Linked DNA regions of Mus musculus: all the other regions are linked to region 2. The links are chromatin contacts, called in public Hi-C, HiChIP or PLAC-seq and promoter capture Hi-C maps. All regions are on one chromosome and are shown on one strand. The core of a region is the stretch at or near the end of the contact, and the rest is flanking DNA. Distances in the headings are between cores, read along the strand shown.

Region 1 (6,781 bases), core at 1,094-3,593, 160 kb after region 2:
TCCTAAAGAGTAAAGACTTGACAACTGGAGAGTAGTGGTACAGACCTACAATCCTAGAACTTGAAAAGGCAAAAACAGGAGGTAGAATTAACAGTTCAAGATCTTCCCTCAGTTACATAGAATTTGGGAGGTCAGTATGAGCTACATGAGACCCTGTCTCAAAAGAGAAAGAAAATCAAAGAATATGAAATTTAGATCTTTTAAAAAAAATATCTTAATTGACTAACAGTGGGAAACAGGTTTAAGAACGTGGCTAGTTACTGTGGTCTGCTTCAGACCACGGCAGGAATGGTGTGGAAGCAGTACTAAAATCTTCTGTGCAACTGAATTAATATGATCTCAGAATAAGGTGCATCACATGAAAATGAGATATCCTTAACCTGGGGGATTTGGTGGCTGTGATGATGTTGTTACACTGTGCTCCAAAGGCACAGACAAGAGCCTGGGCAACTGATGATTGAATAAGTGAATCCATGAATGATGGAATAGTGGAACCATAAAGGTAAATGTCCAGAATAAACATTGTGTTTGCTTTAGAGAGGTTGGCTGTGATGAAGCAAAGACTACCAGGTCATCCTGCAACTCCTCTGTTTGCCTCCCTAGGCAGCTAGAAATTCACTCGCCAGATGCTAAGCACACAGTGATTCTGAGAAGTAAGGACTCTGCCACTGCCCAAGCCTGGTTCAGCGCCATTCATTCCAACGCTGGTGACTTGCTGACCCGTGTGGTTGCTGACATCAGGGAGCAGCTGGGGAAAACAGGCATTGCTGGCAGTCGTGAGATCAGGCATCTTGGCTGGCTTGCAGAAAAGGTAAGAGAAAGTCTTCCTGTCAATTGCCCATAGGTTCCTCCACTGAAATTCACTCATTTCATAGGCTGCTTCTCTTCATATGGGTAATTAGATTTCTTGTCCATCACAGAAGATCTCATATGTGGGGAATTTGGGCTAATCAACATTCATTTCCTAGCATACTTTCAAATATGTGGCAAATTACACATGATCCCTAACTGCTCAATGGACAAATGAGGGGACTAATGAATACTTTGATTTCTGTTGTGCTCTCTAGTACAGCATCTAGGAGGAAGGGGGTTGAAATGGTTGCTCAGACTGCATTTATTCGGATGTTAATGAACCTGCTCATCAATTAACTAGATCCTTTAGGAATCATATGTTTACAAATGACAGCAATGATATTAATAATGAGGTTTATTGAGCAACTACTTTGTGCTGATTCATTACCACCTTATCTTTTACTTGTACTTTTAAACAAGTAGGTTTTAAATGTCATTCTTAATAAGCATCGATTTTGTATGGGATGCAGGTTTAGGCAAAAGTGGCAAGATTCATATTTAAAATGAGTGCATGGCAGCATTGGAATAGTAAACATCTTAAAAATTAGTTATTGGAGCATATTTCTCATATAAAATCATGGGTTTCCTAAAGGCATATATATATATATATATATATATCATATCTACACTCCTTGTTTCTTTCTCCCTTAGGCCAGCCCTCTTCCTTTTCCTAGATCATCCTCATTTCCGCTTTTACATGTGTATGTAAGAAGTCATACATGTGTTTGAAAATAGGGACAAGATTAAAATATAACAAAGGGTTACAACTGCAGAAGTTTAATATAATTCATAATGTCATAGCTTAGACATTTTAACAAATCAGGCAATTAAATAAGGATCTCTGAGGCAAAGATGGGCTAATGTGGACTGTGTCACTGTTTGGCCTTTATATAAATGATGAATTAAAAAATAGTTCTTTTACATTATGATGATGGTGATGATGATGATGTGAGTGGGGGTGGGGTGGTCGTGATGATGATGATGATGGTGATGATGATGATGTGAGTGGGGGTTGGGTGATGATGATGATAATGATGATGATGAAGATGATGATGATGACATCTATGTCTCATGGAAGACAGCTGCCATGGAAAATTTTTGTATATAGCATTAAGACTCAGATTTCCTTTCCCAAAGCATGTGCTATGTTGAGAATAGTAAGGCTTAAAGGATTGAAACTTCACCATTGTTCTTACGTCTGATTGCTGTCCCTTGAACCTTCTAGTGCTTCTGAACACTGGGTTTTGAGACAGTTTGACCTCCCCATGACTCCCCTTCTAATAGATGGTAAATAGGAATAGAGATGTTGCAATCACATCTTTCCTGCCAATGAATCCTGTCATCTGAGAAGGCCCCAGTCAACTGGCACTTGGACATAACACCCGAACAAACCATTCGGCTGTTTCCCACCATGGTTCTTGGTCAGCACCTACCTGTTCACACATGGGTCTGGGCCACAACATTCAGTGCAGAGTTGGTTGTTTGGTTTGGGGTTGTCCCATCTCTCAGATGTCAGAGAGCTAAAGGACAGAACCAAACAGTGACACAGTCCACATTAGCCCATCTTTGCATCAGAGATTCTTATTTAATTGCCTGATTTGTTAAAATGTCTAAGCTATGACATTATGAATTATATTTATAGCATAAATCTAAGCTTCTGCAGTTGTAACCCTTTGTTATATTTTTGTTAAGAGCTTCAATATCATAAGACCTTGGAAACTCAGGAAGCCTGTCATGATTTGCTGACTCAGAAGGTGACCAGAAGTGGAGGCAGCTGTGTGACTGTGACAGAAGAGTCACAGGGAAATTTGTAGTGATGGACTATTTCCACATAGGGATTTCTGTGGTCTTGATATAAATGTACATGTTTCGAGTTGGTGTTCTTAATGAAAATCGTACAGGAAACGTGCACAGTTGGCATTTGCAAAGTCACAGTTGCTAACACTGGCCACCATTTACTTTCTCTGGTGTGTTTCTTTGGGGGCAGACCTATTATTGAGCAAGCCTGCAGTTTCAAATGACAGAAGTTCAACTCTGCTTGACCACAGGGGTTTGTGTAGGCCATGTTCCAGGATGAGCTTCTAGTGTGCCCGGGATGGACTTAATGATATTAGTCACACCTTTCCACTTCTTTGTGTTTCTGTCTCCTTTGATGATTTATTCTCAAAGAACTCATCTCTGCTTGACCTGAACATTTCATGCTCATTTTCTTACTCTTGGCTGTCTCTAAATTGAATCCTCTGTGCTCCACCCCTTCCAACAAAGGCCCTAATATTAAATCTAATTGGATTGATTGTCATGGCTCATATTTAGAGCTCCAGTTGTGCTGAGATCAGGATGAAACAAGTCATGTCCATTGAAAAATAAAGAAGGGAAGTTTTCTTTTGGGTAGCATTGGGGGAGGTCTGTATGAGAGTCTTCCTATATAGCCCAAGCAAGTATACAATGTCTCAGCCTTCTAAGAGCTGATAGGACACATGTGTGTCACCAGAAAGGTACAGATTTTTCTTTGGAGAGAGTATAATCATGATTGCTCTGATTTTTTGAGGCCATGTAGCCCAATCTGTGTAGCTAAGGATCTCCAAAACTTCTAATCTTCATCGGTCACGATGCCTGGCTTATGTGGTGCTGGGTATCAAATACAGGGTTCTGTATATGGTAGGTAAGCACTCTACCAACTAAGCTTAAACCTCAAGGGGCCATTTTTTCTTTGTAATGGAAAAACTTAGAATAATAGAGTGTATATAGATACAGTAGAGATGGGAGCAGCAGACAAAAATAGGGGCCTATTAGGATGGAATGGGTCTTCATTTGGTTAAGGTCCTAACTTGGGTGGTCCTAGGAGAGGAAATGGAACAAATCTTCGGTGTCCTAGCAGAGAGAAATAGGAATTCCGATTAATGGCTAAAGGGATTTAAAGCAGAGGTAGTTGATGCAGTGTAGCTAAGATGCAGGAAACACATAGAGGTTCTTGAGCATAGACACAATATGCTGTGCTATCCTTTGACCTGAAAGGGCATGGGCAGGAGCAGTAACTGAAACCATCAAGAATCCTGGCTGTAGATAAGGCTGGTTACTCCCAACATTGTCTTTAGTAGAGAAAGCCAGCTTCTGCCAACCCCTGGTTACTGGCATTATGTCCTTAGTTCACAATGGATGAGGCTGACCGGGAGCAAGAGACAAAGATGAACACTGGTGACATTTGCTGATGTATGTGAGCGTCCCAGGACTCACAGAAGGATGTGAAGAGGCACAATGGAACCTCTGGAAACATAGCCAGTATCACTAGGACTGATACTTTTCAACTATGTGAACAATAATGATTTTAAATAAAGATTAGGATTGTAGGGATGTGAGAGGGATGGTTGAAGAAAAGAGTGTGTCATGCAATGAACCAGCTTGTTTAGACTGGTCTTGAGGCGAGGGTGCATGAATAGCACTTAATGATATGTATGTATGTGTGCATGAACGCATTCACGTGCACACATGTGTATGTGTGTGTTATATGTCCATGTGACAGGAGGGTACACTTGCCTACGTGCCTATGAATATAGGCTTGGAAGATGTATGTGCTGTCCAGAACCCACATACATGCCAGATCCATTATTTTTACTTAAAAACTGAGTTATATCTTTGGCTTATCCCAGTCATCCATAGGTCATTATTAGGTGTTCCCATGGAGCAGTAATAAGAGCATATAAAAAGCCCCTTCTGTTCTGGGAATGCCATTATTCTTACAATATAATTTCAAATAATTATTGCAGATGTCTCCTTGAGTGTGTGCTTCAGTGTATTTATAAGAGCAATAATGACTTATCATGGACAAGTATTATAAGCAAGAATGTCCTTTATTGCTTTTAACTCTAAATTTCTCCCAAAAATTACCATACATCAAGCCCAAGGGAACAAATCCAAACAAGGCTTATTTTTGAATAGATTTTTAATACAAAATTCTAGTGGAGATTCATATGGATGGCTTTTAGCCAAATACAATGAATGGCAAATCCTTAATACTGTGCCTTTCTTATCACAAATATCAAAATTTCCTTGGTATTTGTAAAGATATAAAATGTGATCCTATATATATCCAGCTGCAATTTACCTTAAATTGGTGTCCTTTGTCTTTCCCTATACTGTTAAGCTTTGATTTGGGGATAAATAATAGGAGATCCATGACAGGACTATGCAAATCATATTTAATCCCAAAGTTTTACAAGGAAGGCTTACATGAGCATAATGTGAAGCGGCATCAATTTCCTTTGTAAAATTCTGTTCCATGCAAATCCCAAGACCTCCTTGACTCTACACAGGAAGAAAACTGAATACTAACACTCTTCTCTCTTTGAGACAGTTGAGGAAATCACAAGATGGCTCTTTAAAAACCATGAGATCTCCAACAACTGGAGAGCTCATTGCACTGCCAGAGAGGATAAGAAGAAAAGAGTGTGTTATACAATAGTTCAGCTGGTGGGGAGAGCAGGCAAAGAGAGAAGGGCACACCAGAGACAGTTCTGAAGGTCCTGCCATGCATGAATAGCATTGACTTAAAGAAGTGCGTGCATGCATGCGTGTGTGTGTTTTATATGTAGACATGTCAGAAGGGTACTCATGCCTATGAATGCTTGTAGAGGGCAGGGAAGAACATCAAATGATCTGCTCTATCATTGCCATCCTTAAAACAGAGTCTCTCATTGACCTGGGGCCAGGCTAGTGGCCAGTGAGCCCTGGCCATCATCTTGTCTCCAGCCCTCATAGCTCTCAGAGTTCCTAGGGTACACGTGGCTGCATCTGGCCTTTAATGTGCATTCTGGGATGCCCACTCAGGTTCTTATATGTGCACAGCAAACATTCTTACCTATTCAGTCATCCCTTAAGCCTTTTGTGGAAGATATAGAGAGTTACAGAATGATCTCAGTCTGGATTGGTGAACAGGAGAAAGTGTCTACATGCAAAAACAGAGATAAAGGAACTCCAAGCTGATCTAATCCAACCTCTTGTTCTTATCAAAGAGGAAATGCAGACTCTGAAATGGAAGGTATTTTTATCTAAAGTCACACTCAAAATTCATGCACAGAAATAAAGACATAGTGGGACAACACTAGATTAAAAATATTTCTTTGATTTAGTCTTTTTAAGTTTAATTTTTATTAGATATTTTCATTATTTACATTTCAAATGTTATCCCCTTTCCTAGTTTCCCCTCTGAAAACCCCCTATCCCTTCTCGCCTCCCCCTGCTCACCAACCCACCCACTCCCTCTTCCTGGCCCTGGCAGTTCCCTATACTGGGGCATACAGCCTTCACTGTACCAAGGACCTCTCCTTCCATTGATGACCAGCTAGGCCATCCTCTGCTACATATGCAGCTGGAGCCATGGGTCCCACCATGTGTTTTCTTCAGTTGGTGGTTTAGTCCTAGGGAGCTCTGGAGATACTGGATAGTTCATATTGTTGTTCTTCCTATGGGGCTGCAAACTCTTTCATCTCTTTGGATCCTTTCTCCAGCTCCTTCTTTGGGTATCCTGTGCTCCATCCAATGGATGACTGTGAGCATTCGCTTCTGTATTTATCAGGCACTGGCAAAGCCTCTCAGGAGACAGCTACATCAGGCTCCTCTCAGCAAGCTCTTGTTGGGGCATTCACAATAGTGTCTGGGTTTGGTGGTTGTCAATGGGATAGATCCCCAGCTGGGGCAGTCTCTGGATGGGCATGGTCTCTGCTCCATATTTTGCCTCTGTAACTCCTTCCATGGGTATTTTGTTCCCTCTTCTAAGAAGGACCAAAGTATCTACACTTTGGCCTTCCTTCTTGAGTTTCTTGTGTTTTGCGATTATATCTTGGGTATTCCAAATTTCTGGGTTGATATCAACTTCTCAGTGAGTGCATATTATGTGTGTTCTTTTCTGATTGGGTAACCTCACTCAGGATGA
Region 2 (6,804 bases), core at 3,045-5,544:
GAAATCAGGACTGCTTTCCAATGTAAAACACATTATTGTTGATGTTCATGAAAGACAAGAAGGATGGTCTATCCTGCAGTCCTCCTTGCTCCGACTTTGGAATCTGGTCCATCTTCTCTCTCTGGTCTCCTCTCTTGCATCTCTCTTTCTCCTTTGAGCCGTCCCAGCTACTATACCTTTGGTCTGTTGAACTAGATAAGCCTGGCTCTCTCTCAGTCACCCCTCACTGGCCTTTGCTTCTCCCTGGTAACTTCCTTTAGATCTTTGAGAGGCTCTCCTTTCTCAGTGCCTTCCTCACACTCTTGCTGCCTTCATACTTTTATCTCTGAACGGGACTCACTAGCATAGCACTGAGACTTGGGACCGGCAAGCTAGCTGCCTTCACACTCACCCTCATCTGTTCTCATCCAGATCTCACAAAGGATCTGGCTATCAGCCTCCAGTTCCCCTCCATAGGCCTTTTGGTCCAGTCACTGTTAACTTCCCTACCTTGCCCCATCCCTTACTTCATAACATTCACCTTTATGTGGAATTTATTTCTAGTCAGCCCCTGCTCCTACTTTGCCACTCACTATGATGAAACTTTCCTAAGGCAAGCCTTTGACAGCTTTATTCCTTCTATGTCTCTGCCCTACAACAGGAGCTGGGACAGGATAGTTGCACTCCAAACTCCGTGAGACCAACAGACCTATTGGCAACTGGCTGCTGCTCTGTTATGCATCCTTGGATCTTTGAAACAGAGGACATGTGACTTATTTGGCAATTCTATGACCACTCATCTCTAGATAAATGCACATTCTATGGGAAACAGTTACAGAGAAATCTCACTTTAGGCTGATTAGAAAGCGGAAGTCAGAGTATACAAGAGAAAGCATCCACAGAACAGGTAAAATCATGGTGTGAGTTAAATCTTATCTTTCAGGAAGGGGCAAGCTTTGAGTACCTTTTAAAGAACATTGATGAGTAATTTGACTTGACTCACAGTAGCCTCAAGAAACACAGTCCTTTCTGATGGCCACTGTTTTTGAAATAAGTGACCTATAGGAGTCTAATATGACTAAGATCTGGAATACTTCATGTTCTAAAGCCTTGGTTCCAAACTTCTTGCTATTGGACGGTTAGAGAAGACGTTTAAGAGGATGGCCACTCACTGTTGAGAGGTCATCAAGTCATTCTGTCTAGTCCTCCAAGAGGACAGTGAGCCCCAGGCCCTTCTTTCTGCCCTTTGTTCACTGTGCAGGAGAACAGTTTTACTTCAAGTGTCCAGCTTCTCCAGATGCTCAAAGCAACAGGGCCAAAGCCATAAAGTGTCACCTCAGGGCCAAGAGCCAAAATAAGTCTTTTCTTTTTATAAGTTGATCATCTCGGGTGTCTGGTACAGTGACAGAAAGCTAACACAGAGGCCATGGGAGCCAGAGGATTTTCTTTCCCAACTGTGAGTATTGTGAGATCCCACTTGAGCCTTCTCACTGGAAACACATCAAGGTGGACAAGGCTTACCTTTGAGAATCGGTGCTGATAAGAAGTCAGAGATGTGGTACTTTCTGAGGGATGATGCAGGGCTTCTCAGCTAGGGAGAGCCCAAATGGCTGGCCATTTTAAGTATCACCAAGACAAAGTTAAAATATATCAAATGGAGGAGGGCAGTGTGTTCTCTAAGCTTTTGAAGAAAGAAAGGTCAGAAGGAAATGTTTCTATCTTCTAATGAAGGGCTGGGCCTTCACCAGAGATTTGTCCCTAGAAAGGACTCTGCGTTCAGATGAGCACTGGGGCTATGGTTGCTAAGCTGTATTTTTAACAGAGGTAAGACAATGGTTAAGTTTCAAGTTCGTGCTGCTATTTACTAATTACATGTGCCAGGTATTAAACCTGAGCCTCCACTTCTTCAACAGTAAATGGGAGTGGCCATTACAGAATTGGCCCTCAAGTATTGCCTAGAGGATTGGGTTAACATGTGGAGAGTACTTAGGGCAGGGACTGTAATTACAATCCAACTAGCAACACCACATGCATGCCTCTGGCCTCCTGATAGTCAACTTTGGTCTCCTTTCATTCTGATGTAACTTTCAACCAGGAATCTATTTTCTTTCCATAGAGGTGTGCATACACAGAAGAAAATGTGCTTAGCACAGAGATTCGTGGAAAAGCCCATCCCAGAGCCTGCCATTTCTAATGCCTAATAGATCAATTACTTTGTGGGTGTGTCTGGCATGCATCTACTGCAGAGCCACAGAGGCAAAGCATTAGGATGCTGGCTGGGGGTTTCTGGTCCAGGGACAGGTTAGCTTTGATTTTTTCATCTTCACATTGGCATCCTGGTAGCAATGCCAACGCTAGTGATTTATATTTCAAAAGCAAACACTTAGTGATGAAGGGCCTGAAACCTCAGCCTCTAAACCAAAGGCCAGCTCCCCCCTCCCGACTCTCTCTCTCTCTCTCTCTCTCTCTCTCTCTCCCTCTCTCTCTCCTGTGTGTGTGTGTATGTGTGTCTCTGTCTCTCTGTGTTTCTGTGTGTGACTGTGTCTCTGTCTGTTTCTGTGTGTGTTTCTGTGTCTCTGTGTGTGTTTGTGTGTGTATGTGTGTCTCTGTCTCTGTGTGTCTCTGTCTCTGTGTGTGTCTGTTTCTGTGTATGTCTCTCTCTCTCTCTGTTGCTCTCTGTCTCTCTCCATCTGTCTCTGTCTCTGTTTCTCTCTGTTTTTCTCTGTCTCTCTCTCTCTCTGTCTCTCTCTGTGTCTCTCTGTCTCTCTCTCTCTCTGTCTCTCTCTCTCTCTCTCTCAGGTTTCTTTCCAACAGTGGTGCCAGCTGTGTTAGTTCCCTGGCTAACCCAGTCCAACAGGAAGGACTGAAGAACTTCCTGGGCTCCTGTCCCTGTTGTGGGCAGGTTTACATGAAAAAAAAAATGAAGATTTTTTTTTTTTTGAAGTATAGAAAGTTAAAACTTACAGGAGCAGGACAGTGGCACACCCTGTGTGAGCTGTAGTGACTTCAGTTTCTCAAGAAAGTCTCAAGTATTTTCATTGAGTTCTGTAATCCCTGTCAGGGACTTCACGGGGATTCCTGAGAGTTTTTAAGTATCCTTGATTAAGTAAGTCTGGAAAGAACTAGAGCTGTTTGCTGCAAATACCCATCACAGTGGGGTGATGACATGCATGTTACAGAAGACCCTCTTCCTACTGGCATCTTATCAGGAGCTTCACCTTCCAGAATTAACAGATTCTGCTTTTTATTTTGTCATCTGGAGAAAGGAGAGGGCACAGCAGGAAGACCAGTAAGTCTTAACACAGTTTAAGTGAACTGTGTGGGACCTGCTTAGCAGAACTCTGGGATGTTCAGCCATGGCTTGGGTTACAGTTAAGGTGGCATTTCCTGATTGGCCTAGGAACGGAACCAAGAGTTACAATGCCATCACCTTGGGACAGAGCAGCTTAAGAGCCAAACAAGCAGTTTTCAGGGAACTTGGAGAACAAACCTATTCTTAGCTTTTAAAGAAGACATTTCCTATATGGAATCTAAGAACAAAGGAGGGAGCCCTGAGAAGCGTTTGGGCTGGCACGGGGATGGGGTTGGGGGAAGTATGGAGCAATGCAAAGAGCAGACACTGAGTTAGACACTGTGTCCTGAAGATGAGGCAGACAGTGCCCCGTTGAAATTCAGGGTAGGTACTGAAAGAAAGCCCTCTTGTCTTCAAACTCCCCCAAAAGATGCCTTGCATTGACTTAGAGGATAGGAGTACGTGGCTTGATGAGGCTTCATTCTATGTTCTTGTGACAGTTTTCCCCTGACTTCTGGCACAGCCTAGGATCTCTCTCTCTCTCTCTCTCTCTCTCTCTCTCTCTCTCTCTCTCTCTCCCTCTCCCTCTCCCTCTCCCTCTCCCTCTCCCTCCTCTCTCTCTCTCTCTCTCTCTCTCTCTCTCTCTCTCTCTCTCTCTCTGTAGTTTCCTTCCCAGAGTCCTGGGATGGGGGTGGAGGGAGACTGAGTTGAGGCAGCGAAGGTCTGGTTTGAGGAAGACTTGGATCTTCAAACACCTGCGGGAGGAGAGAGGGGAGTTGACTCAAGAGGATAGAGTGAGCGCACCTACTAAAGGTGAGTGTGGAAACCCGTCGAAAATAGAGGGTTGAGAAGAAAAGGGGGTGGCGGCGGGGTTGGGGTAGTGGTTTGTGACCCGGTAGGTTTGGGGGAGCTGCGGCAAGGTGCGGCTGAGAACTGAGGCACCCGGGTCTGAGCCAGCGCGACGTGGGAGTGTGACGCTGCAGTGGCGAACAGGTGAGCGGCTGGGGCTCCGGGTCCCCGCCCTTGCCTCCTCCTACCGATTCTCTACAGCACTTGGCCGCTCCGCAGCTCCTAGGCTCCTCTCGGTTTGGGGTTTTGCAACTGGCAGCTGGCTTTTTTCCCTCCTCCCCTGTCGAGGGCTCTCCGTCTTCTTTTAGGTTGCTCCACCCCGCCCAGGATCAGGCGAGGGGGAACAAGCTCCGCCGCTGCAACTGGCGCCCGGCGCAGCCGCGAACACGGGGAGTGGAGTCCGGGGTCTGAGCGCGCGCTGCCAGGCATCTGCTTCTTCCGTGCCTCGGTTACCCTGAGTCCTCCCATCCTCACCCCTTCTCTACTTTTCCCCCGTTTGCAATCACATGGCATTTTAAGAATGCTGGAAAGATGGCGGTAGCGGCAGCGGCTGTGGCTGCGCCGGCTGGCGGTGGAGGCGCCCGGGCGCAGCGGAGCGGACTGCTGGAAGTTTTGGTGCGGGATCGCTGGCATAAAGTTCTGGTGAACTTGAGCGAGGACGCCCTGGTGTTGAGCTGCGAGGAGGGCGCTGCGGCGTACAACGGCATAGGGGCTGCCACCAATGGTTCGTTCTGCAGGGGCTCCGGGACCGGGCACCCGGTCCCCGGTGTCGCTCAAGCCCCGGACTCTCCCGCCGGGGTCCGCACCGCCTTCACCGACCTCCCGGAGCAGGTACCTGAGTCCATCTCAAACCAGAAGAGGGGCGTGAAGGTGCTGAAGCAGGAGCTGGGCGGGCTGGGCATTAGCATCAAAGGGGGCAAGGAAAACAAGATGCCCATACTCATCAGCAAGATCTTCAAGGGGCTGGCAGCGGATCAGACCCAAGCCCTGTATGTGGGCGATGCCATCCTGTCGGTGAACGGAGCAGACCTGCGGGACGCCACCCACGACGAGGCAGTGCAGGCATTGAAGCGCGCAGGCAAGGAAGTGCTGCTGGAAGGTAAGGGGTTAACCCTGCGCCGGCCTTATCCCGCAGTTCCACTTACTCTTCTGCGCGTCAGCACACTCACACTCACCAGCCACTTGCCCCAAAGCCCTAGAACCCCACAGTGCCTGTGTTTTGCAAAAGCAGTGGCACGACTTTCTTTTTTGACAACTTTTACTACCTGGGGGCAAACTCATCTTCACTTTGGCCCTGACCCAGGGCGCTGTACTAAAACACTGGAGTGCCTGGGTTTTCCTGGCTTGGATGAAGTGCTTTAGTGCACTGGTGTCGGAAGTTTCATACTTATCGGTACACGTGGTTTCATATTTTTATCTGCGGACAATCCAAATGTAATTTGGAGTCTGGGAAATGGACCGGGAAATGGAGAGTGGACGGAATTTGCATCTGCCCACATTGTAAAGCAGGGCCACTGACTCTAGGCAGCTCTAGTACTTTTCTACTTTGGCAAAAATTTTCACAGCCTAGGCAATCCAGCTGTGAAGACCTGAGAGGTAATAAATAAATAAATAAATAAATAAACAAATAAATAAATAAATAAAAATAAAAGCCAGAGAGAGGTGGCAGTATTTGAATGCTAAAACTCAGCCACCCGTTCCTGCTTCCCTTCCCTCCAGCACCAGAGAGAGTCCATGAGGCTGTGCAGCTTTGAGTAGTGCCAAAGGCTGGGAAAGATGTTGCCAATGTAGGCACAAGTTCACTTCCACTGCAGGGTGTTCAGCCGGTCAGTCCGGATTCCAGGTTCCCCTGGGTGGAGAGCTGGTGAAGTGTTTTCTTTTTTCTGCTGGTGTCTCCTGGAGAAGTGTGAAATCCACTCTGCATTTGTAAACAGATTTCCCTGCCCATGAATATGAAGAACTTTCGAAACGCTCTCTGAAAATCTGGTGTCTTCAACTCTATAATCATCCAATGGGTATAGACTAGGAAGTACCAGTTTGGATGTGGCAATATGGGGGTGGGGGTGGGGGACTCTGAGCGTTTCCTTTGCCCCAGCTCTGGTTTTCTGTCTTTGTAACTCTTAGTACACACTTTGGCTGGCACTCACACTGCGTGATAATTTCATCGATTTTTCTCAGCTTCTTCCTAACTACAGATTGAGTTGTTCAGAGATCCTTTATTTGGATAGGGGGCTCTCCGGAGCTTGTATCCCTCAGTGACATGCATGCAGGTTGAGGGAGTAAATTAACTCAGCTACTGAGACACTATTCCAACCTAGACTTTATAACGTGGTGGTGATTGACTTAAGCCCTTAAACTAAAATGTAATCAGTTCCCTGTTCACCCAACTGTCGTGCTGATGTGTGACTCTGGGAAGCCAACTTGCTTGGCATGTGACAGCAGATGAAAACTACTGGCAATATGTGTCTGCCTCCTAACCTGGAACACAAAGGGGCTTTTCTTTTTTTTAATTTTATTTTATTTTGATTTGTCTAGAAGATTTGTGATGTCTTCATATTTAATTCACTGCCCCCGAATCCAGAACCTAGAAGGCTATTTGGTTTGGCTTGATGATTAACATAAGTAAAGAGGAGAAAAATTCTTGATCAAGAATGTGTTGGTTTGGGTGACAAGGGACAGGTGGG
Region 3 (6,958 bases), core at 218-2,717, 250 kb after region 2:
CCTCTTTCCTTCCTCTGTCCCCCTCCCTCTCTCTCCTTGCTTTGCATTGTGGCATCTGTTGGGAGATGCTAATTACAGCAATTAAGTAAAATGAGTATGTAATATTGCTTAGCAACACAGTTACCTAATATGTAATTTTCCTAATTTGGCGGAATCTGTGTGCTGCAACTGTTGTTGCGTTAATTAAGGATATTAATAATAATATTTGTACATGGAACATTTTATGCAACAGTCTCTAACACCTATCTGGAATTAAATTAGTGTAGAAGTATCCCTCGTGAGACAGTTTTTTTGCTTGCTTGTTTATTTGTTTTTCTCAAAAAGCAGTCAGGCTAGGAGCCATATCTGAGGACTCAGAAATGAATTTGTAGCCTAGATTATCTCTTACCGGCTGAGGGGGAAGCACTTGTAAGAGCAAGTATTCTAAAGCAAGGTTCCCTAAATATTAAATTAATAAAAGATTGGACTTGAAAGTGGTCTGATCCTACAGCTGGTCTGTCATGTAAGCTACACTTTGGGCATATGAAGTAGTCTCTCTCTCTCTCTCTCTCTCTCTCTCTCTCTCTCTGTGTGTGTGTGTGTGTGTGTGTGTGCAGGCAAGTACACATGAATATGTGGGTAGTTGTTTGTGAATGACACATCCCACTGTCTCCTACATTGTGCTACACTTGATCTTTTTTTGTTTCTTTTCTTTTCTTTTTTGAGGCAGTGTCTCTTACTGGGCCTGGATCTCGGGAGCGCAGCTACAGTGTCTGACCAGCAAGCTGCAGGAATTCTCTGGCCTCCACCTCTCCAGTGGTGGGCTGTGATCATGAAACACAACATTTAACTTTTAGGTGGACCCTGGGGCTCCAGCTCAGGCCACTCTGCTTGCTCAGCAACTGTTTTTAATACCGATGACTGATGAACTGCCCCAGTCCCGGGGTATATGACAACTTTAAAATATCATTTTAAATATCTCATGGGGACCCATTTTCTATATATTTCTGTGCAGGGAAACCATATCAATGAATGGAAAATCTTAATGACTTTCACATTTTTGGAAAAAAAAAAAAGTTAAGTTCTACCCCCCTATGCCAAACAAAATGATAATTTCAATTCCCTAAGCCAGCAAGTTACTACTAAAAACACTAGTTGCTAAAGATAGTCTTAAAGGGAAAAAACAGGAGTGGCTGTCAGGCATCCTTGGGAACGAATTCATTCTCATTACCTTTAAGTCCACACTCCCTATTCAGTGCGTAGAAAGCCGAGTACTTTAGATTGTGATTTGCTGTTTCTGCTTTGAGTGGTTGAGGGCCAGAGGGCAGGGGAGTTAGTGTATAGCTGCTGCCATTAGCTACAACTTCTTATGTGGGTGGCTACTTATCTGATTCTTCTTTAGCCATGGAGTTAGTAAATATTCACTGAGGTCTACTCTTGCCTGGAACTGTTCTGGGCACTAAGAATACAGCAGGGAGTGGCCACACAAACAGCCCTACCCTCCTCTAGCTTACATTATAATGATAATGATGGCGCCCTACCTAGGATTACTGTTGCTGTGATGAAACACCAAACACCAAAGACACTCAGGGAGGAACGGGTTTACTTCACTTAGACTTCCACAACACTGTTCATCATGGAAGAAAGTCAGGACAGGAACCCAAATAGGGCAGGATCCTGGAGGAGGAGCTGATAGAGACCATGGAGGGCTGCTACTTACTGGCCTGCTCCTCATGGCTTGCTCAGCTTGCTTTTTTATAGAGCCCAGGACCACCAATCCAGGAATGACACCACCCGTAATGGGCTGGGCCCTCCCCCATCAGCCAGTCACTAATTAAGAAAATGCCCCATAGCTGGATCTTATGGAGACATTTTTTAAATTAATGTCTCCTCCTTCAGAGAAGTCTAGCTTGGGTCAAGTTGTCATACAACTAGCCAGTACAGATGGCCACTAGAATATGTACTGTGCTAACCAAGGCTACATACAACATTCATATTTCATGCTATTGAATCCTCACATAAGTTAAGAAGATTATTGTCCTTGCTTTGGAGTTGAAGGAACTGAACTAAGCAGAGTTTAAGAAATTAGCCAGGGAGTAAGTAGTGGATCTGGGGAAATCCATGGGACCAACTCTCTCAGCTAAGTTTCTTCCTGCATAAGGCTTCAGTCTCTTGCTCCTCCCCCCACAGTGTTATATTGTCCTATTCAGTTTGTATTATTGTTGGTTGGTTGGTTATATATTCATATTCTAACTAATAAAGATATAAAATACTGCAGGAGGTTGCAGTTCGGCCTCCAACCAGGGGAATACACATCTGCATTTTCCAACCAAGGAACAAAAGTTGCTCAGTTTCAGAGGAATCTTGGAAACTGTGTCTGAATGGCAGCTGAGAGCCTGTCTCAGGATGCCAGTGTGTTTTTCTTGCTGGGTCGAAGAGTTACCTTTTTAGGATGAAGCATTTCCTTGGTTGCTATAGTTTAGTTCCTGTTACAGATAAGAAACAGATGGTCATATTTTTTAAGGATACACAAATAACCTAAAATGTAAAATAATTGAAAGATAAATAGTAGCTATTTCTGGGTACCCCTGAGACTGCAGAACAGGAAAAAGTATCTTTGGGAGGAATCTTGGGAGGAGTATAAAGCGCTGCTCCTGGCAGAGTAAGAAAGAACTCAGGCGGAGAGATGTCAGAGCTGCCTTTTCAGCCTCCAAATGGTGACTTAATGTCTGCTGTCATTTACTGGGCACATCTAGCTATGGCAATATGCTCCTAAGGGTGGTCTACAAATAAGGAGCCCATTGAGAAACTGTTGGGCCCAACTTTTGAAAACATTTTAAAGTAGATCAATTGTGTACATGCACGGTTTCCATTGCAAAATTAAACTTGAATTTTAAAAACATTTAGAAACTGTGCATCTATACAGGTAGCCAACCTACATCTGCCATGTGTCCGGAAGAGTATTGAGATTATTGGATCAATGAGGCATCAGAGCAGGCTCCTGCCCTGGTGAATGAGTCTGAGGCATGGTGATCATGAAAGAATAGAACTATGACTTGGTAACAATACCCAAGGGACCAGAGGAGGGGCCTTGCAGCAAGAGAGGTACTCTACTCACTAGCTGTGAGCTCCATTATCAACACAACTTTGTGGGCTGAGGAGATGGCTCGGTGGGGAAAAGCAACGGCTGTGCTTGCATGAGGACCTCAGTTTGGATCCTCAGCCTTCATGTGTGTGGCCTCTTACACACCTATGGTCCCATCACTATGATGGACAGAGACAAGATACTGTTGGGAGCTTGTTAGGCAGCTCGTCTCACAGAAAACATGAGCTCCAGATGCCAAGAGACCCTTAATTGATAGAGTACAGTAGAGACTAACAGGGGAAGAAACTGTGTCATTCTCTGGCTTTTGGATGTGTACCCACAAAACACACACAAACATACACAGACAAGTAATCACACACACACAGAGAAAGAGAGAGAGAGAGAGAGAGAGAGAGAGAGAGAGAGAGAGGCAGGCAGGCAGGCAGACAGACAGAGACAGAGACAGAGACAGAGACAGAGACAGAGACAGAGAGAGATGAGACAATTTTGTCTCCTGAAACATGTTGGCCCAGCAGTTGTCAGTTTTGATACCTAAGCAACAGTACTTACCAAGTGAGCGTCTTCTAAGCAACACCAACCTTGCTGGAAGCATTACCTCATCTAAATTACCAGGGGAAACCATGTATCCTCAGAATGCCTCCTTCTAGATCAACCAACATCCAGAGAGGACGTTAATGAAATCATAGACTCAGGTGTGTCAGGCTGCTATAGTTCTGCTGTGATCTGATCAGTGTAAGAAGCACAGAGCTGCCACTTTCTTAATTCCAATCATGTAGTGATTTCAGGTCATACTGTGTTGTTGGCCAAAGATGCAAAGTTGTTGCTTCCTTTATCTGTCCATTCCACAGACATCTAAAGAGCAAGAGGCCTTCATTGGTTAAAAGACCTTTCCTCATCTTGAAATTCTCTGAACATCATTTGATTCCGTGTAAATGTCTCTCCATTTGGAGATCCTGGTGCTCCTCAGACCATGAAATTGTTCAGAGCCCATAGCTCTTCTCTACACAAATTCTGAAGTTCTGCTTCAGGGTGTGTTTAGTTTGGATGAGTCGTGAGACACTGAACAGCCTGCCCCAAGGAGACAGAGTGATTCTTTCCCACTCACACCACCCTAGCCCACACTCTCTGCTATTCATCTATTGGAGAAATGTGTTTCCTGAGATGTTACAGAGGCTGGGCCTGAAAAAAAAAAAGAGACTGTGGATCAGGATGAGTAAAACCTCTCCTCTCAAACTTGCACATCAGGGCTGGATCCAGGTTTGTCCTAATTGCTTTGAGACTTGAGTGGACTGTGTGTAAGGCAGGCATTATAACAAAATAGTGTAGACTGGGTGGGTTAAGAATTCCTTTCTGTCTCCATTGAAAGCTACGATGTTCAAGATCAATCTGTTGTGTGCTTGTGCAAGCTGTCTCCCTAGTTTGCAGATGGCTGCCTACATCTGTTCCTTCATGAAACTCAGCGTCTGTGCATAGAAAGATGTCTAAAGACACTATGCTGCTATTGGGTTAAATCCCCACCCTACCACCACAGTTAACATCCTTCTTGAAGTTATGCCCAAGTATAGTCATGTTGGGGATTAGGCTTCAGTGTTTGAGGAGAGCGTTCTGCCTATAACTTTTTCACTATGTATAAATATTGATTATATATGTTACCTGGTGATTAATGAAATCTTTATTGATTGGTGGAATGGATAAATTGGCAGTTTTTGTTTGGTGTTCAGTTGGAAAGATGGGAGAAGGTACATGAACAGAGCAGGAAGTTCCTCTGTGGTCCCTCAGAAAATGCCTGAATCCAAGACTAGTATTAGTTCAATCTGCAGGGCTCAGGTACTTGCCGTGTCTTTGCTAGGGCCCAGCTGATTGAATGTTAGGTACTAATGGAGCCATAGGCATAGTGTTACCTTGTGTAGACAGTAACCATAACCTGCTCCTACTGTGTTATTCACACACATGGACAGGAGAGAATAAACCCAGGCACAAATAAATGCAGAGGACACAGATGAGGAATTCTGTATTCCATCTCTGAATTACTACTACTAATAAACAAGGAACACTGAAAACATGCTAAGTCTGAATTTCTACATTTTCAGTGCAAAGTCCTAATTCTAAGAATTGAAGAGTTGGGTTCATTTTGGTCTCAAGGCTTTAAAAAATTGTTTAGTGTATAAGTCTTGGGGGGAAAAATCTAATTTTAAAAAGATAAATATGTTTTCAGAGATAAATAAATCACCTGTAAAATTGGTTGGCATTTTAATGGACCTGTTTCTACACTTTCTTTTCATGTTATATTAAGCTAGTGTTATATTAAGAACTTTACAAAAATGCCTTTCCCCATATTGACACAGAATATTTATAAAAATAATCTTAATGGTATAGGCAATACTCCACCCAGAAGATTTGCACACATGTACACAGTAGGTACTTGTATTCCAAGTGGATTCAATCTGGGGAAAGTGTCCTTTTGCAACTAGTAGACACACTAAGTACCAGAAATAGCTATTTGTTTTTATCTAAATGTTTTAAGATGGCACTGTTCCAGTATCTACATATTTTTTAAAAATCCACATCATCTGCATGTATGCTGTCCCTTGCATGGAAGAGCCTTTAGTATGATTACATAATTCACACTTCATGTGTTGAAAAATGAAATTTCCCTTTTTCCTTTTTGCTCAATGAGAATTGCATGATGAGACAAATAGGAATGCCAGTGTCCCCAACTCTGAGGCTTCCTTTCATCATTACTTCTCCGACACAGGCACATGGCAGGGGCTAGCCTGGTCCATGGCTTTCTCATACTTCTGACATTCTATTAGCAGTTGCATCCCTTCATCCTCAGAGCTACCACATGGGTACTTCCTAACAAAGTCAATTCTCTAGTTATAATTGATCCAAATATTATAGATTATCTTGAAAAAAATGTTGGTTTGAGATATATTTTATGGTTGTGAGGAAAATCTGCTCTGCTGCTAGCAAACTTAGCACCTTGTATTCTTGAGAAAGACTTCAAAAGTATTGCCCCAACTCTGCTTTCCCTTTCATTCCCATATAGTTCTCTCTCTCTCTCTCTCTCTCTCTCTCTCTCTCTCTCTCTCTCTCTCACTCTCCATCCCTCCCTCTCTCCCTCCCTCCCTCTCTCCCTCTCTCCCTCTCTCCCTCCCTCCCTCCCTCCTTTTCCCTCTCCCTCCGTCCTCTCTCTACATATCAACTGTATATTTTTTTCTTAGTTTACTTCTGCCTCTATAATACAATACCAACAGCCCCTAATTTTATTACAACCAATTTCAGGGCATTGATGAACTGGAAAGTAAAACAACTTAGAACAGACAAGGCCTAAAGGAAACAGTTGTTATTGGGTGCTGACCATAACATACAAGACACCGAGCAAAATGCTTTTAGAACTTTTTATTATCCATAACCCTAGTCCTATGGGGTAGGAACTAAATTTGTAAGTGTAAAGAGTAAACATATTTATTGAGTAGGAGCCACACTATGGTTTCTGAGCAAGCAATATCACTAGTGTTATTTAATCTTCACAACGCTCTCGTAGAAGGTGATGATTCTGTAAAAATTTTTCAGTATGTGGCATAGAAAATCAGTGATGTTCTGGTACAACATGATATGCCTTATAAACCTATGATGCCTGTTCAATTCAACTTGCAGCTTGGCATTGGGGCTCAACTAATCTTGACAGTAAGATTGGAAAAGAGACTACATGAATATATTTCTTAAGGCAACTGAAGCTTAAACAACTTTGGTTATCAAAATGCCTTGAAAAGCCAGGTGTGGTAGCACAAGCTTGCAGTCCCCACCCTTGGGCAGGGTGGACATCGACAGGATTCCTAGCCAGCCATTCTAGCCTATTTAGTGAGTTGC
Region 4 (7,060 bases), core at 3,116-5,615, 140 kb after region 2:
TAAAGAATGAAAATTTGTTGGGGGACAAGGTGTTCTGGATGTGGGACCCAGTAACCTGGATCTAATAAGCCCTCTGGTGATTTGGTTGCTAATGTTAGGACAAAAGTCCCGAATGATGACACTGTCCCTTGCCCACCCTCCTTGCTGCTCAGAAACTGAACTCTAGAAAGACACCATACTCATCAACTCTTCCGATAGCAATTCACAAACCAAACTTGTGAAAACCCACACTAGGGTCTCCATGCAAAGGACTCTGTCTCTAGCTACAATTACTACATCTCAGTTTTATGCTAGAAAAAATGAAGTCAATCAAGCCTCTCTTTAAAAAGAAAAAAAGAAACGCTACGTTCAGGACTCTGTGTTCCCTTAACTATTGCTTAAACTGCTCAAATAGTAGGCATGACATCACATTATTAATGTCTGATTGTCACTGAATTGATGTCCCCATGCTGGGGTTTGAGAGAGTACATATTTAATTAGCCAGTACTTTAATACCTCTTCAATAAATGTCTGCCTGTAGGACAAGTGAATTAATGAGCAGCAACTGGGAAAGTTCATCCATACTTTGCAGAACATGCTATGGCTTCAGGAGCTGGTGAGAGGAAGTTTTATAATTGGTTAAACTGGGGTCCAGTTGAGAAGGCTTCCTTGTTTCCAACAATGACTCAGACCAAACTAAGACAGTGAAGGGCATCTTGCCTTTTATAGCTCCTCGGTACTCAAAGGTGTGCCTCGGGGAAATCAGCAGCTCCATAGCCCCTGGAGGTTTATAGGAAATGCTGAGTCCCCCATCTGTGGCATCAGATTTTAATGTGATTCATCCCATTACAGTTTGACAGGCATGTTCATTGGGAGTAGGTCATAGGGTTTTCATCACACTAATCTCTCATGCTTTAGTAGGTTGTCCTTTTTGTTTGTTTGTTTGTTTGTTTGTTTTGTAGAGATGAAATCTAATTTCCCAGTGAATTCACGTATGTGAGAAATTTACTAAGAAGGGGATGGTGGGGGTAGGGATTAATTAAATTCACTCAGTGCCTTGGAAATAAAGCTTTAACAAATGATCACAAAGCATCCCACTGGTGCAGATGGGAAGCTGATCTCTCCCCTAGAAAGCATCCACTTTGTCTAGAGCCAGGCAGAATGCCAGGCTTCATGAAACATCAACAACCAGCGTCAAACTTTGCATAAGGCCCATTGCAAAGCTGGAACCATGATGGAAAATCTACCCCTGTGGTATCATCAATTTCTTACTCTCAGCCCAACCTGCTGCACTCCCTCAAATCCTGGGGTAGACACATTTGAAGTGTTATTTGCTCCTCTCTGGTTTGTATTGTTGTTATGAGATCGACAACTCATCAGCATAAAGTATTTCCCTCTAGAGCTTCAGCTTCTGCCCCCAAGCCCTTTATGAAGACTATTTACAATTAGTAAAATGACATGGATTGAGTTTCTTATTTTCTCCAGCTGTTCTTGATGCAAAATTAGTGGTCATGTTGGCAGGCACCAGAAGTGAGATAATATTAAAAGCATGAATAATATGCAAGACCTATAACTGGTGCCTTTTAATTATCTGTTATTTGTAAACAGATGCAAGGAATATGGAGACCTTTGGGACTGGTTCACATTTTTAGACACAGTGCCAGGTATACACATCAGTAAATACCTCTAAACTGTCCTGAAGTGAATGAATTCTAATTAGTCAATGAATATCATCATGCCATCACAATAACAAATGTTACCATGCTTGTACTTTAAAGGCTTATCTTAAAAGGTGAGAGATGAGATTTCTCCTCTTAGATGTAGTAACAGTTACTTTCTTACATGAAACAAATCAGAAATAAACCAGTATACTATGAACAATGCCAAAACCTTGTCCATCAGATGATAGTGTCTGAGGAAAGGAAGATACATAACGGGACTCTTATATTTGCCCTGCCTTGAATGAGTTGCCAGGCCATGGCCCCTGGAGATGGAAGCTCAGTAGAGCCAGCCAAATCCCACGGGACATCAAGACAGAGCTAAGAGTATAGGGAGACCAAACAGCTCATGTTCTCAAGGCAGATACTAGAAATGAGACAGACTTCTACAAAGATTTTGGAAGTTTGAAGGTGTTGTGTGCAGCTCAAATGTGAGAAACCTATATAAGGTTAAAGAAAACATCTCACACAGTCACCAAGGGGTGTCAGTGGAATGTACTCAATCCCTGAAACCTTTCTCAGCATGCATAATAACCTTTGGGTCATTAGATAGAGCATATAGAAAGGTCCACTCAGGAGAGACGATGATACCCCAAGGAGAGTTCAATGCTAGTCCTGCCTGGCAGTCCGAAAACACAGCTGAGAAGATCAAATGCTCCCCACATAGTTGTGTCCTGGGGAAAGAGCACCATCGAGTATTTTTAGAAATCCAGAAATATCTAACGCTCAATAATTTATAATTTACAAAGGCTGGTGTCTACTTTAAAATAACCACTCATTCAAAGAAGTAAGAAGAGTCATAATGTAGAAGAAAAAAACATGAGCTAATGGTGACCCAAGACTGATATGTTAGAATTACCCAATATGGACATTAAAACAATTAAGACAACACTATCTCCTTGTTCAAATGGTGATATAAACACACAAAGTTCTTTTGTTTGAAATGAGATCCTAATCGAGCTTCTGGAGGTCAAAATTATGATGTGTAAAATAAAAGCACGGGTCAAGATTGGACAGGGAGCAGAGAACTACCTTCCAAACTGAACCACAGAAATATAAATCCAAAGAAAGGAACAGAAAAGACAGGGGTAATGGTCCAAAGTGGTCAACCCCAGCACTTCAGCAGACTTAGTCAGAAAGATCCCAAGTTCAAGGCCAACCTGGGCTATGTAATCAGACTGTCTTTAAATAAATAAGCAGACATTCAGAGAACCTAGGGGCTGTGCTCCAAATTCAAGCTTCTTAGTATACTCGAGAGTCCTCATAAAGGGAAAAGAAGCCTTCCCAACTCTTGAAAATATGTTGAAATATTTTCTGAAAACTCTCCAAATTTTGTAAGTCTTCTGACAAGAATCATGAAGCCAATTATACCAGGGTACCTTGGAGTCATTATGCTCCACACCAGAAACAAAAAGAAAACCTTGAAAGACAGTACAGGATAAAAGTCAATGTCCTGTGGTGAGATATCCTCGGCCGCCATCTACAAAAACCACTAGCTTCACAGATGCCCCCATTACAAAGAAGTGCAAGGCATAGAACCCTCACCCCCACATTCAAGACTAAGATTCCTGAAGACCAGAATTCTTGAGGAGGCTAGTAAATCCAACAAGGGTCTATAAAATATCTTAAGTTGCTATCTTGCGAATATTTTTATCAACAAGCTCCTAAATTACCAGAGTTTCTTCAATTTCGTTGCTATCTCTTCCTTTCACTTCTAAGAACTTCTCCATGATTCTACCATATCCATTTTAGTTTCACGCATGTGTGCCTAGCACTCAGAACACTGCATTCTTTGAGATGTTTCTCCTCTGCCTCTAGTTCTTATTTAGGATTAACCAATGTTTGCTCTTCCACCTAGAGTGAGCTATGAGGTCACCACTGTTGCAGTTGTTGTCCCTGTTAGGCTGCCATTCCTTCTTGGTAGATGGGAAACTGAGATGCAGAAAAATTGAATTCCTTAGCACATAGCCAGCACGGGGACCAAACCAATGTCTCCATGAAGGACAGTGTGTCACATATGGCCACTTGTGTTCCTTGCCTGCCCTCTGCTCAACCCTCTCCAGGCCCTTTGGACAGTAAGTACATTGAAGACAAACACTGTTGTTTGTCTCTGTGTCCTTAACACCTAGACGATTGCTGAGCAGCGGGTGGGCACTCAGTAACTGTGTTTTAGTGAGTGATTCGTTTGTGATAAGAGCTATTTATTTGCCTTACTCTCAAGGCTAACTTTCTTTGTTCAGCTTGTTTCCTGGGACAGAGTGATTTTAAGTGGTCATCATAAGCAGTTCACGCTAGCTGGTGAGCACTCCCTTTGTAGATTGTCTGAGCCATGATGTTAGGTTTGAAGAGCAATGACTTGAGACTAATCTGGGGTGAACAATCACTTTGGGGTTCTGCAAGCCAGAGGTGGGCATCAGAACACCATAGAAGACATATCCTTATTCCCTTCTTTGCATGGTCCTCACATCAGGAATTAGAAAGCTTTGAGTTTATTTCCTTCATCTGTGGTAATTTTTCTTAAAACTTTCGTGCATTAAAAAAAAAAAAAACTGATAAAGCCAAAGAAAACAAATCTAACCCCAACAATATGCCAACAAGAACCACCTGTCTTCACAACTTGTCTGACACCTTGGCATTTACTCGGAGAATAAAGAAGATTGAATTTCCTGTCATGTGACCCTTTAAAAGTGTGAGATGAACATTTGCATGATTCTGATTTTCTCCCTTCCTTGTAACCAGCACAGAATTGCATAACAATTTAAAACTTGTCTAGATGGTTCAGATACAGATTTGAAAAACAGCAATTTGTGTGGGTAGCTGATTTATTTGTTTGCACTTGTTTAAATCTGCCAGGTAATGAAAATGATTACTGCTATCTACAAGAGAGGTCAAAGTGTCTTTGAGCACAGGCGTCCAGAGAGGAAATAATTATGAAGCTGTCATTGTCCCAAAGATGTTGACAGTGAAATATCTGCAGCATACATCAGTGAAAGTTTCAAACACAGAAATAATCACTGGCCCAAAGCTGAAAACCTCACTTCTGAAAAAGCATGAGCTTAAATTTATGTTCAGAACATTTTTGGATTTCCACCCCTTCTTTACCCCCAAATTTGGAACAACTTGGTTGTTAAGAAACCTGGACTTCTGGGTCTATACAACTACTACCTGCATGTGTAACATGTGATTCACGTCTTTCCTCCAGAATTTAGGCTTTGTACCTATGACTGATGCTTTGCGAAGGTCCCTCCTCCTCACTTTTGTTCTGCATGAAATTGCGGTTGCTTTGGCTTTTGCATTTTCCTCTGTATTTATCTCCCTCCTGCTAGCACAGCTTGCCTGTGGTGTTTTCCATTCCCACACTCCAGCTTCCCTGCATCCCTCCATGGGCGTGCCTTCTTCACTTTCTTCTGTTTCATAGTCTTCTCCTTGACGTCCCCTTGGAACCATCTTTTCTTTGGGGATAGGAGCTACTAGAAATCCCTGCTTCAGGATTCATGAATACTGATGGCTTTAAAAAACTGCCTTCCACAATGTGTTAGCTAGCTTTTAGTTACTGTGACAAAAGACCTGAGGAGGGATTAATCTTTAAAGGGGAAAATATTTATTCTTAACACATGTAGTATCTACCAACTTCATGTGGTTGTTAATTAAACAGTAGTGTTTTGTTGTGAACCAAAAGATTCTTGCGACAGATAGAAATTATCCTTATATTCTCTAGAAACACAAAGTGTTTTCTTGTGCCAGATGGTTAGAATGTCAGTGGTGTTGGAGATGATTCCTGTGTTGAGTTCTCTCTCCGTGTGCCTAGTGCCAGATCTGGAAGGTCCTAGATCCTTGAAAAATAATTGGTAAGTTTATAATGAAAGAACGCTTTCGTTTCAACTTGATAATTGAACCATACAGATAAATCTCATTCATTTACAAAAACAACCTTCCATAAATGAGCTAGATAGTATTCACTGATGTTGTCTCTTCATTATCTGTGTTTGGGAGTAGTTGTCCTAGTTCCCATGTCTTTCTATGGTCTATTTGTCCTGCCTCCCACACTTGCAAGGCTCTTTGTTTCTCCATCTAATCTGATAAAGGCCCCAAAGATCATACATTGATTCGTTTAGCCCAAGAAAATCATGTCTATGACATAACGTTGGGTAACCATTTTGGTGTTGAGAACTGCTGGAGGCTATCTGTGGGAATTAGTTTGCTCATAAACCATTTGCATCTTACACTGGGCAACTTACTTTAGAACTGAAGGACTGTGTACTGTAGAGTCACTATTGTTTAAGAATAAAAGGAGGACCAGCAGCCAGATGGGATACATTTATAGAAGTAAGCATAGTCACCTATTCCATTGGCCTAGTACTTCTACAATACTGACTTCATCTGGAAGCCAACACAGCGACATAAGAAAATTCTGATATGGATGATGCCCTCGGGAATTTACCATCTAATGTGGAAAATAAACCATATAAAAGGATGAGCTTTAAAAAGACATGATCAGATGAAAAGCCAGGAGCCTCTTTGATGGTAGGGTAACCAGAAGAAGCAGAATCCTCTTATTTCTGGAGGGCTCTAAGCCCAAATATTTCTGAAAATCGTTGAGGCACTTCCATATCCACGGCAACCATCAATCAATGCTTAGAACACTTCCAAGTTAAGTTTAGAATGAAATTCCATCCATCATTTGCTAACCTTTAGGCCAAGAGCCTATGTAGACTGGGACTTCAACACTTTTCACAATGTGTCTAGCAGCTAGTACCAGTTAATCAAGTCTGTCCTGTGCAGTAAAACTGCCACCCCATCAAAGGAAGTAACTACCTCAGCACCACTGAGAAAAGGTGGGAACTTTTGAAACTTACAGTCTGGTCAGCTCTTAGTGAGTAATAGCACCTAGTTGATTCTGATAAACTCTAGAGAACAGGTGCAGATCAGTGTGCAAAAATTATCCTGAAAGATAGGATCACCTAGCGTGGACTATGATGGTGTGTTGACGTCACTTAAATCACACTAGGATGAGAAAATTCCTGAAGAAGAAAATATTTAACCAGACACATAAAGTTTCTCTCAAAATCTGGGTCATTTTCAGTTTTCCATCACTAATCTCATAGCGCCCCCCCCCCCATTTATTACCTAATCCAGTTATCTGGCAGCGTCTTGGCATTAGCCCCTCCTACACCTCTATGGTATATTTATCCTAAGATCCAGCTTTATTCTCTAATCATGCTATTCATGTTTTCATGTACCTTTTCTATCTCTATCATTTGAAATGTCTTAGGACATATAGTAAGAAATTATCCCTTAACTGAAGCTCACATTTAACTAGGAAACTTACATTATTTGCTGAATTCAGCCATCTTAGCCCAATA

Evidence for each region. Promoter capture Hi-C pulls out the DNA fragments that hold promoters and counts their contacts. A called contact is a pair of places that touch in the nucleus more often than the background predicts. HiChIP or PLAC-seq counts read pairs in DNA pulled down with a chosen protein or histone mark.
Region 1: a contact with region 2 is called in a Hi-C map of muscle stem cells, with 2.0 times the contacts expected there. The contact joins the enhancer-like site here to the promoter of Sntb1 in region 2. A contact is called at or near these places in 6 of 39 promoter capture datasets (the C10 cell line, the HPC-7 cell line, liver and 2 more), 2 of 484 Hi-C or Micro-C datasets (liver and muscle stem cells), 1 of 115 datasets of contacts at active chromatin or transcription factors (stem cell-derived neural progenitor cells) and 2 of 9 other capture datasets (adipose tissue and liver).
Region 3: a contact with region 2 is called in an H3K4me3 HiChIP or PLAC-seq map of embryonic stem cells, with 6 times the contacts expected there. The contact joins the enhancer-like site here to the promoter of Sntb1 in region 2. A contact is called at or near these places in 7 of 39 promoter capture datasets (the C10 cell line, the HPC-7 cell line, cranial neural crest and 2 more), 2 of 484 Hi-C or Micro-C datasets (CD4 T cells and muscle stem cells), 5 of 115 datasets of contacts at active chromatin or transcription factors (all in embryonic stem cells) and 3 of 9 other capture datasets (adipose tissue, embryonic stem cells and liver).
Region 4: a contact with region 2 is called in a promoter capture Hi-C map of the C10 cell line. The contact joins the enhancer-like site here to the promoter of Sntb1 in region 2. A contact is called at or near these places in 6 of 39 promoter capture datasets (the C10 cell line, the HPC-7 cell line, liver and 2 more), 2 of 484 Hi-C or Micro-C datasets (epidermal suprabasal cells and liver) and 3 of 9 other capture datasets (adipose tissue, liver and pancreatic islet).

What each region holds. Positions count from the first base shown.
Region 1 is chr15:55,743,218-55,749,998 of GRCm38.p6, reverse strand. Sntb1 (syntrophin, basic 1) reads left to right here. Exons shown (of 7, transcript NM_016667.3): 3 at 604-811. Among named protein-coding and RNA genes, the nearest start is that of Sntb1, 160 kb to the left of the region's middle. Within about 2 kb of position 2,343, at least 4 of the 459 cell types and tissues checked have an H3K27ac peak or open chromatin away from gene starts, as enhancers often do. A contact at or near this core is called in muscle stem cells, where this site is marked.
Region 2 is chr15:55,904,439-55,911,242 of GRCm38.p6, reverse strand. Sntb1 (syntrophin, basic 1) reads left to right here and starts at 4,294. Exons shown (of 7, transcript NM_016667.3): 1 at 4,294-5,219. The coding sequence starts at 4,652.
Region 3 is chr15:55,649,815-55,656,772 of GRCm38.p6, reverse strand. All of the region lies in intron 4 of Sntb1 (syntrophin, basic 1), which reads left to right. Among named protein-coding and RNA genes, the nearest start is that of Mtbp, 96 kb to the right of the region's middle. Within about 2 kb of position 1,467, at least 7 of the 459 cell types and tissues checked have an H3K27ac peak or open chromatin away from gene starts, as enhancers often do. A contact at or near this core is called in embryonic stem cells, where this site is marked.
Region 4 is chr15:55,761,701-55,768,760 of GRCm38.p6, reverse strand. All of the region lies in intron 2 of Sntb1 (syntrophin, basic 1), which reads left to right. Among named protein-coding and RNA genes, the nearest start is that of Sntb1, 140 kb to the left of the region's middle. Within about 2 kb of position 4,365, at least 12 of the 459 cell types and tissues checked have an H3K27ac peak or open chromatin away from gene starts, as enhancers often do. A contact at or near this core is called in adipose tissue, where this site is marked.